2 separate regions of the Mus musculus genome follow, and region 1 is linked to region 2. The links are chromatin contacts, called in public HiChIP or PLAC-seq maps. All regions are on one chromosome and are shown on one strand. Each heading gives the region's core, a stretch centred on a gene start, on an enhancer-like site or on the middle of the called end of the contact. The rest is flanking DNA. Distances are from core to core; before and after follow the strand shown.

Region 1 (5,602 bases), core at 534-3,033, 550 kb after region 2:
GTGAGTCGTAATGTAGATATCAGATATGTAGGATACCTGATACGCAATCCCCAAAGGGGTCACAACCCACAGGTTGTAATGTGCCTGAGGCTTTTCTTGGTAGTGTGGGTAGGGTACCAGACTGCTAGCTCCTGGTGAGAATGATGAGCAATAAACAAATCAATAACCATAGAATTAGTGACTGAGAGAGAACAGGGGGGAGGCAGAAGAAAAAGGGTCGGAGGAGGAGTGGGGAGGAAAAGGAAAGATAAATCTCATTAAAGGTAGGGAGAGAGTAGGAGGCACTGACAGGAAGAAGTGAATATCAAGCCAAAGCTCAAGGAAGAGGAAGGAGGAGGAGGAACCGTCTTCAGTATGGTGAGGCTAAGCCCACCCACATGGCTGGTGGAGAGAGTCAGAGAGATGCCAGAGAGTCAGAGGGAGCAGCAGTCAACAAGACTGTATCTATGTCCTTTCTTTAGGATGCTGGCAAGCCACAGAAGGGTTTTGCATGGCAGTGTGAGCTGAGGTGTGGGCTGTACTTTAGAAAATGCTTGAGGCAAAAGCAAAGGAAGAAAACAAGAGAAGCAGGACCAGTTAGTGCAGGCAGCAGAGGGTGGCCAGGCCCCAGGAGATGGTCACAGGAGTGTGGAGGAGGCAGAGGACTTGAGATATATTTGGAATTCAGAGCCCTTCCTCTCACTTCGCAGCTGTACAGTGGACACTCTGGGGGCTGTGCTCTTTGTGCGCTCGTGTCTGGGTTCTGCCTCACAGCGGTGATGGACAGCTCCCAGGGGCTGCAGCCCTCTCCTGGGTTTCTCCCATCTGGAAGATGTCTTCTTGTCCACAGATAAGCATGGTCTGGAGTGCCAGCTGGAGGAATCTGTTTCAGGAGGAACGACCAACAGTGGGGCACTGGTGTTGGAGGGACATGTGTCCCAGGGCCCTGTCATGGAGATAAGGGTTCTAAAACTATTCTAGATACAGTCCCTGGCATTGCTTACTGTTTGTCCTTCTCAATGGACATTTAAATTTACTATCTGACTTCCACTACCACAAAAGTCTCAGACACGTCATAGTGTTTCCCTCTCCCCGCACCCTCCCTGACTTGGCCTAATCGATTGCTTACCTCTCTATTGTGAGGAAACTGTCTTTCTCCCATGGCTGGTAAAGGAAATGCCAGAATCTTCATATAACAGTCTCTTCTTTTCTGTCATGAATTGGTCGATTTATAACAAGGAACAAGCTTTCCCCTCAGCTCCTCTCAAACAGTCATTACCCAACTGCACTTGGAAGATTAGCCTGGCTTATGGAAAGTCAACTGGAGAATAATTGTACAGTAAAAGGAAGACACTTAGAGATCTCTTTCGGGAAAGCAATCAAGGTTTAATCTCAAACTACATAGATGGCTCCGTAATGGACCAGAATAGATGCCAATGGTTTCATAGACGGTAAATAGACAAGGATATGTCTGGGTGATAATTCAACAAAAGGGTCCACGCTTAAGTGAATTTGGCGAGAATCCCCTAAAGTGCTGCTGGATCCTGTATGTTCTTTGTTAGAAGTGACTATAGATTAAAGAGATGTGAGACAAGTGTAAGGCAGAAGACTTCTTTAAGTCAAAATAGACATTTTAGTAACTGGGCTTTGAATACATCCTCCCTCCTCTGACATCATCTAACATTTGACAGCTGTGAATAAATATGACATAAGCCAATGGAAATGCTTAATAATATAGGAACCGAAAGAATACAGGGGAAGCTGAGGCATCCTAGCTTCAGCTCCTCTGACAGTCCAGCCCCCATCCTGTCCCCCTTCTTCCTGACACCCTGCACCTACAGTATCTCACAGCCCAGGCAGGCTTGTTACTGACACCCTAGGGGCTATCCAGGCAGGGTTTAACCCTGGGTTGTGAGGTTGCATCTCTGTGCACCTGGGTAAACTTCAGTATGAATGGCTATGGGATGGGAGTGATTCACCCTAACAGGGTTATTCCAGGGTTAAGTGGGCTAACAAAAGCAGAAGTAGGGCCACCACTCAGGAAAACACCATTTGTCTATTATCTCTACCTCGCCAAAGAAGCATCAGACAGCTAGAGGCCAAGAAAGAAAAAGAAGAGGGTGGGGCATGACACCCGGGGAAGGGTGTCCTGGAGTAACTAAACCTTTGCTGTCTGAATAAGGCTGCTGGTCAAGCAGTGTACCCAATGGGCTGGCCAGCTGGCCTCAGTTTGGAAGGGCAGGAGCTAATAACTCTACCTGTTAATACACTGGGAGTACCGCCCCTGCCTCAGCAGTTCAACCACTGCGAGTCACAAGGCACACATCTCTGCTGATCTTTAACAAATCAGTGTAACAACTCACATCAAAGGCCAAGAAACTGTTAATATTCTGTCTCCATCTGGGCAATTTATTCCAACACACACACAAAAGAAATTTGCCAGAGACACACTGACATTCCCAGAAACGGTACCACTGAAGATAAGAAGCCAGCAAGTAGCAGCCAGCGGCATGGGGATGGAAAAATCAGCAACCCCCTCCCCCCATTTTCTTTGAGAAGGTGATAAACTATTGGATTATAAATATGAATGCTGGAAACCTCTAAAAACGAGTGCTTGTGGTTAAAAAGAAACCCTCATTGGAAGGGTTGTAAATTTGATATGTAAGTTACAGATGGTTTGGAACAACAGAACATGCCAGAACATGGTGGAACTATTCATTTAATTTTTAAAGTGTTAGGATATATTTACTATATATTATTCTAAAAATTAAAAGAGGTTTGAACTTGAGAAGCAAAGCATCTCTCTCAAAGCCTCAGGTTCAGAGACACCGGGTAGCACAGAAAACTACCCCAAAGACTTATCTCTTTCTTACAAGTACTATCAGCCCGCCTGGAGTTTATGTGCAGATTATACACCATCTCCCCGCATAGAAACACACGCTTCCAATAACGTAAACGTTTCCTGTGTACTGAGATCTGTTCAAAACCTTCACAGCCAGCACTGGAGGCCAGTTATCTTAGCAGTCTTGCCAAGGGGCTGCAGCTATGGACCAAGATATTGATTATTTTAAACATCATGTTGGCAAGAGTCAAAACCCTGGCCATTGAGTGAAATGTGATCTGCGTAAAAGGCAGTTTGGCAAAATGCAAACTAGCACTCTCTCCTTCTGACATCAGCAAGCCATCGGCTTTCTAAGCATTTTCTTCATGCCCAAAACTATATTTAGATTAAAGCAAGAAAGATATCACACCCAAGATCCCAAAAAGAAAAGTTTGAGATATGAGTCTCAGATATGGAAGAAAGAAGCTTTTCCAAACCATGTGTCCTGTCCCCTCACTGAGACAGCGACACTGGATCCCTAGCAAAGGCGTGAGATACTTCTCCATAGATGGTGCAGCATGGTCCACAGGCACCAGAGCCAGAATCCTGGGCCACCACAGCGACTGCTCTTGGTAGCTGTATTATGCCCACTTGTGTGGAAGAACCCAGGATGGATCCTAGGCACCCCATAAGAGCAATGTGTCTTTCCAAGAAGACTGGTAACACGAGAGAACATTCCAGAGCACAGAAGATATCTTCTGTACAGGTTAGTCTTCTCCTTCAGCTCCATGTGCTCAGGGCCTGACTTTGGATCAATCCCCTGGAGATATTTGAGCAGTCAGACCATTCTGTGCACTGAAGAGAAACAAAGAAAGTAGTTTCTGTTCTAGATGAGAGGCGAGAAAGATCTTCCTTCTGTCCATCAGTTTTACATCTGCTCAACTATGGGACCCACCCTCCTAGGACCAGTGGTTCTCAACCTGTGGGTCACAACCCCTTTGGGAGTCAGATGGAACCTTTCACAGAGGTCACATATCAGATAACCTGCCTATCAGATATTTACATTATGACTCACAAGAGTAGCAAAATCACAGTTATGAAGTGATGACAGAATACTTTCGTGGTTTGGGGGGGGGGGTGTCAGCACAACATGAGGAACTGTATTAAAGGGTCACAGCAGCAGGGAGGTTGAGAACCAACTGCTCTAGAAGGTAAGTCAAACCAGGTTGCAATTGAGGCAAACAGCTACCCAGTGGTTCAAAGTCAATGCAGAGTGTCATAGATCTCAAATGGCGGTTTCATAACTCCTGCTGGAGTGTCAGAGACAATGGCCTCCACTGAACCAGAAGGGGTGGTTTATGGTTTTTTTCTCGGAGGACTTGAAAGTTCACACCTGGCAAAGCCCTGCAAGGCTCAGGACAAGGTGGTGTCATCCTGGGGAGTGGCTGTCTTCTCTAGCTACCAGCAACTCAGGATCATCTACATGACCCTTTTCCCTGCTAACCTCTAGTTTGCCATGCCGAGTCTCCTGATGGCACAGGCCGCCCTAACAGGAAGAGCCCCCCCCCCCGACCAGCCAAACCTGACCAGGTCCCCAACCATGGAGTAAATGGCTTATGTCACTAAATAATGTGACAGGTCCTTGCATAGCAAGCCTAGAGCATGAGTCCCAAACCTGGGTGGGGGTTGGGGGATGGAGGAAGAAGGGCTTAGTACTTGAAACACACCTACTTAAGTTTTGGGGGGTGGCTCCACCCACCTCTGACTTCAGATTTGGTAAACAGAAGACAGCCGCCAGGAAGTCACTAATACAAATGTCACTGCATAAGTCACTCTGCCACAAACCCAACGTGCCTGTTGACATTCTAGAGGCTAATGAGATTTCAGTGAGGAGACTGGGTCTTCCTCTTCCAGGGATGGAGTGGCAGGGACTTCTGACCTGGCATGCTCTCACACCCATCACCCCCACCCCAGATGTTTCCTTTTCTGAGGGTGTTCACAACCCAGGCTAGAATAACTTACTCCCTGCTCATTCCGAGACTTCTGCCCTGCTCTGCTTTGAACAGGGAAGCCATAAATAAATCTCAGGCAGGGGACACCCGGGCACAAGTGTCAGGACAATGCTAGGCCTGTGTTCTGCAGTATGCTTGTGGCTAGCGGTTCAACATTAAATTTCTCATCGTTGACTGAACCACGGTTTTATTCTCTATTGCTTCCAACTCTGGTAGACGTATGCAAGCCTTTTTTCGAGATGTAAATGTCCCCCCGAGTGGCAGTTTGGAGACAGCCTGGCAATGACAGCTAAAGCACACTGTGGTGTTCTGTTCCTCTTGCCTTGGCACAGGATTCTTCCTCTGCCAAGGAGAACCACCCACCCATGCGCATGGCCAAGTCTAACGCTCCCTCCAAGATTCGGATCTTCTCCCTTCTCTGACAAATATGGATTGAGCATTTCCTTTGTGAGCCCGAGAGGCTTGTACCATCAGGTTCTCAGTCTATGAGAAACATGAGGGGTGAAAGAGTTCTGAGCAGGCCAGGGGGTGTTTCTGCTATAAGCTAACTCCTCTTGGGGAGGGGTTGGGGAATCACGTAGAAGGCCAGTTCTATCTCACCCCTCCTTGGCTTTCCCTGGGCATCCTTACTGCCCTGTTCTTGCGTTTTCTCAAAGGCACATATCCCATCGGCTCCTGAAGACATTTCTACATGATGCCTGCCCTCTGTCCTCACCATTCCCGCTATTTTCTTAGGTTTTTAATTTCATGGACTGTCTTAGGAATCAACTAGCTAGTAAACCGCCAATGC
Region 2 (5,385 bases), core at 228-2,727:
TTGGAATTTTGATGGGGATTGCATTGAATCTGTAGATTGCTTTTGGCAAGATAGCCATTTTTACAATGTTGATCCTGCCAATCCATGAGCATGGGAGATCTGCTCACATTCTAACTTCGAACTTCTGTGTCTCCTTAAGTAAGTTGCTGTTGTGTGATCCTATTCCTGGGAAGTTGTGAATACCTGGCTACTCATCTTAAAAAAGGAACGCATGACAAAGCATAGTACAAATAGTACCAGAGTCTGACTTGGTGAGCCAGCACATTTTATTTGTGTCATTTATAGAAATCTGGGTTATTTACAGGAGCAGAAATGACACCAAAGACCCAGCACTGGTGATATTTGAGCCAGTATGGGTGGTGGTGTTTGTTCTGGGACACATAGTTAACTGAGGTGCCTATTTGACACCTGACCACCAGGTTTTCCCAGGAACCCCCAGTCACTACCTATTAAAGGGTATGGTTGCCATACCTCACTTCCTACCCTAAACTTCTCCAGCCCAGGGTCTGGGCTGCTCCTTCTTATAAAGTTTAGCCATTTTGGTTACTCAGCCCTCTTCCTTCTTTGGTCTACCCTTTACCATCCTGACATCTTGATCTGGCTCTTCGCTCCCCCTTTCCCTTTTCCTCACATGACACAGCTCAAGGTCATACCTACTCTAGACCCTCCCTGCCTCTGTCTATGCTCCTCCTTTTATCTACAATAAACTTTCTCTTCTACCATACCCAGGAGCAGTCATATCTTTTGGTTTTAATTTTTTCATTCAGATGACAGCTCATAAAAACTGGGGACATAGAGCACACTGAACAGCTTGCCCGCAGCTCAACAGGCAGGAGAGTATCCTCTCCAGGCAGTGCAGATGGTCTGATCTTCTTCCAGGCAAGCCAGCTTGTGCAATTGTCTTTTAGGCAGCTTGGCTAGTCTCTGCTTCTTCCAGGCCTCTGGGCTTGTCTGAGAATGCTGTCAGCAGGTTCTACTTTACCACTTATATCCCCAATGAACTTGGTTGGTTTCAGGGACTTTCTGAAGTTATTCTGAGTTGTTTACTTCCGGTCTCAATGGGTTTCCCTGCAGGATGGAATGTTTCCTCTTCCCTTAGTGCATCATATTGTTTTACCGTACACACATTATGACTGAATGTTCATGGATTAAAAAACCATAATGTACAACATGGTAATATTTAAAGCTAGGAAGTTGTTCAGATTAGATGAGGTCATATGGGTAGAATCCTGGTGTTGGTCTTAGTGTCTTCATAAGAGGGAGAAACTTCTGGACACAGTGACCTGGACCTCTAATCCTAGTTGTATGGGAACCTGGAAGCATGAGAATCACTTGATTCAAGAATTTGGGGAGAGCTTGAACAACATGGAGCTACTTCAACTTTTAATAAAGAACCAAACCAAACCAAAACAGACAAGACAGGAAAGACTAGAGTGCCCACTGCAATACAGGAAGAGGTCATGTGGGTACATGAAGATGTGACAGCTGTCTGCAAGCAAAGAGTTGAGGCCCTTGTTCCTCTGCTAGAGTACCGTGCTGGAACCTTGCACTCAAACTTCTCAAACTTCTTGTTAGTTCTGTCTTTCAATTCTGTGGTATTTTGTTACGGCAGCTTGTGCAAAGACACTATAGATAAACTGTTGCAACCATTAAATACTGAATAAGCAAGCAAGGAGAGATTTGATATTAATCTCACCTAAACTTAGATGTCTCAAGATGGAGAGTCATAATTGTCTTTCAAGATTTCTAATCTGCTTTCTATGTTAGGAGTTTGTGGTGATGTAACCTACCAAGCCGAAATGCTCAGCTCTGCTGATAACCAATAAAACAAAAGCATAACTACCAAATTATTTTAAGCTTCAACATGACTTAAGAAATGATTCTGCTTTATACTTTTGTGAGTCCCGGTGGGATTTATGAAGCTCATTTGTAAGTACAATTTCTGAGCTCATTTAAAATTGTCAGCGAAGGGGGAAAGATGTACCATTTGATCTCGTACATTCTTGTCTCTTCATCTCACTTAGTGACTTTCACTGAGTTGAAGGAAGAAAAGGAGGAGATGCTGACAGATTGATAAAATGCCCTGAGCTCCATAGAGCTTAACAGTGGGGGAAGCCTCCTCATGTCACTGCATGAGTGTCTCAAGGTGGAGGTTAAATCAGACACGTGTAACATGAAGTACTTTAATTTGTGATTGTATATAATGGTTTAATTTTTTATGTTGACTTTTTAGGGGAACAGTAGTTGAAATGATGGATTTTTTTTAACTCAGGGATGATCTGTGTATTCAGAGAAAAAACTGAATAGACTTATTTATAGCTTATAGATAAGTTTATAGGTGCCATCTGTGTGTAGTGGGCTCTCTATACAGGTGTCATCTGTGTGTAGTGGGCTCTCTCCTACTCTCTGTAGTACAGAGTTTAATGTTTGAGGTTTGCTTTATATGTGCTTCTTTTCTTTTCTAAGCCTTAATTTGTAAATCCACAGTTAGCAAAAGGGGGCTTTCCCCATTTTATTATTTCATACCCTCATGATTAGGGACCTTAACTCCATTGAGTTAGTTTTCAGATGTAGAAGAAGCTTGATGGCTAAGTTCAAGGATCGATGGCAGAAGCCAGCCTGGATGAGATAACGTGGGCTGGTAATTTTGCTGTCATAACTATTTTTTCTCCATACAGTTGAACACCGTACTGCACCATATTCATACAGTAGTCAGCAACAGGGAAAGAACGAATTCAGAACTTGCTCCCTCTGTCAGTCCTAACAGAACTCCCCCAACACACCCCAACCCTCGTGACCATCAGTCCTGGAGTAGTGTCACTTTGGAACCATCATCACTCCTTTTTCTATAGAGAGCCCTGGCTAGATCAGCCTTTTATCGTAAGATGCTAGCTGAGGCTTACAAAGTATTTCTTTCATTGTGAGAGTTTCTTATCATTTCCCTGGACATCACACTCTAGTGTCTTTTATTATTGTCCACAATTCTTTCTTTCTCTCCTTTTGCTCCTTTCTTCCTCTTTGGAGCTTTCTCCAAGTTTGAGACTGCACATCATGCTTTGGCTCACACTCTGGCTCTTGGCTGTTTGCTGATGTGGAGGTGGTGTTTGGCTTAGCTACAACCCTGCCAGAGTGAGGAACAGGTCAGGCCCTTATTTTCTGATCATCCCGTAGCTCCTGAAGTGGTTCCAGACCTGTATAGTAATAAGGTCGCTTCCCTGTTTGTCCAGTTTACCTGGCTTCTCCCCTCCCCCATCTCTCTGCCTTCTCTACTCTCTTCTTCCCCTCGGGTATCACTTTGCACTGAACACAGTGGACCCATTATGTAATGCTTCCCATCCCGAAGTCAGGAATCTCAGGAGTCTTGGGCTGATTTCTAAAACCAGTTCACATCTGCCTGTGGTTTTGCTATGACTCAGAGCTTTCTGCTCTCATAGTAGCTGAAATTCAGTCATTGACTAAATCCTGGTGGAGAAGCACAAGCTGGGATGCATGGAGTCAGGCACATGACTGAGTCATTCTTCCTCATGATCTTGGTTTTTGTGGAGGAATCCCGATAACAAACATGTATGCAAATATGTGTCAGAGTAGGTGGCCATGACATCTAAGAACGTGGTCAGCTGTTAGAGAGAAGGTGATGGTGCCAAAAATCTGTGTGAGCAAGAGGACTTTGAACAGAGGCTGAGTGGACTGGTGGGGAGCTATCTGGAGAAGAGAACCTGGGGAGGTCTGAAGGAACAACAGAGTCTCCATGTTGGAATGTACCCACAATGTTTTGGTCATTTTCAAAGAGCCAGTGTAGTTCTAAGGTAGGGGACTGTAAAAGGCAAGTGGCCTCATAGCCTCCAAAAACACGGGGAAATGGCCTAGAGAAAATGAAATTTAAAAGTTAGTTATTCTTTTGGTAAGGTCGTATGCCGAAGACATCATGTACTTATGTTATTGAACATGGAGGCGCCATTCAGGGACCTAACAAGATGCTTCACCTCAATTGACTATAACATTCATGATACCTGGTGACACTCTGCACACTGTCACAAAAGCAAGGTACTCATCAGTATCACCCACCTACAAACCTGCAACAGTTACCTGCCTGCAAGATGCAGTAGTGCGACGTTGTCACAAGTGTTATGGGGGCAACCAACCGCTTTATAAATAGACTTAAAGCGCACTCCCTGAAATGGCCCTCATACCTGACACTGCTAACCTGGCTAACAACTTGAGACTAGATAGGCCAAGAATTCATACTACTATTATTCTGCGAGAGAAATACAGCAATAAAAATGATTCTTAATGACATATTGCTATGTCAGCATATTAGTGTCAGAGATGGGGTTTGGGTCTAAATCCCATTTCATGCTGCTTGTTTAATCAAATGACTAGATACTATAGCTTGACTTTCATGCTTCCTAATTGGGTGAGCTAGGACTGACATCAGTCATTGAACACATGGGCTTCCCTCTGGGAAATGGGTAGCAACAGTTACCCTGAGTGTCATGATACTGAATGAAATTATAAGTATAGAATTAACAGCTAATAAGATTTCAATTGGAATGACTGGTCGTAAGCACACTGAGGTCACATGTTAGTTTTGCTTTGCTGTAGTACTTAACTGTCTAGCAATGCATTACAAAGACAGAGCGGTACAGGGTGGAAGCATTTGGAGATTCACCTCTGTATCTAACATTTGGCTGTAAGGTATCTTATTAAAATATTCTTGTTCCCATCTTTAGCCAACCTCCTAGGGTATTTGTAGCAGCCTAGAAAACTCAACAAGTCTAGACCCACTCTTCTTCCAAGGGCAGCAAGTTAGCTTGCCCTGTTCTTGCTCTCCACTCTAGAACATCATGCAGATTTCAGAAGCTTGTCCCTCTTAGCTGCACGATCCAGCTTCTGTAGCATGGCCGTGGTACAGCATTGTCTGACGACCACAAGAATGAAGTCCTGACATCATCTCAATCTGCCTCTTCACTTATGTGGTTGCTGCTGGTTCATCTCGACCCTGCAGAATCAGGGTTCTAAGAAAAAGAGGAAGATGGCTTGCTCACATACTCCACAGAAGCGGGGAAAGAAACATTTTTTTTTCTTGAGTAATGTAATCTGTATCATGCCTGACAAGTTTCCATGGTTATTTTCAGAAAAATCTGTTGTTTGTCGTTAACTTTCCCGATCCCCCCACCCCGGCCCAGGAAGGTGTGAGTTAACTTCATGCTTGATTCTTTTCTCAGTGTCTCAGATTCCTGTGTGGGCTTGTGTGGGTCTTGGTTTAGCACTTGGAGGCTCTATTAGCTGTGGGACTTTGAACTTCTGGCTTAATCTCCACGAACCCAGGTTTTCCTATCTGTAGACTAACAATAAGAACATGTAGCTCGCGGGGCTGGTGACAGG

The links. HiChIP or PLAC-seq counts read pairs in DNA pulled down with a chosen protein or histone mark.
Region 1: a contact with region 2 is called in a BATF HiChIP or PLAC-seq map of CD8 T cells, with 5 read pairs. The contact joins two enhancer-like sites. A contact is called at or near these places in 2 of 115 datasets of contacts at active chromatin or transcription factors (CD8 T cells and microglia).

The regions. Positions count from the first base shown.
Region 1 is chr10:119,026,943-119,032,544 of GRCm38.p6, forward strand. It overlaps Gm33677 (predicted gene, 33677), which reads right to left. Exons shown (of 4, transcript NR_152787.1): 4 at 1,348-3,655. Among named protein-coding and RNA genes, the nearest start is that of Gm33677, 21 kb to the right of the region's middle. Within about 2 kb of position 1,784, at least 37 of the 459 cell types and tissues checked have an H3K27ac peak or open chromatin away from gene starts, as enhancers often do. A contact at or near this core is called in CD8 T cells, where this site is marked.
Region 2 is chr10:118,476,019-118,481,403 of GRCm38.p6, forward strand. No RefSeq gene overlaps it. Among named protein-coding and RNA genes, the nearest start is that of Ifng, 38 kb to the left of the region's middle. Within about 2 kb of position 1,478, at least 21 of the 459 cell types and tissues checked have an H3K27ac peak or open chromatin away from gene starts, as enhancers often do. A contact at or near this core is called in CD8 T cells, where this site is marked.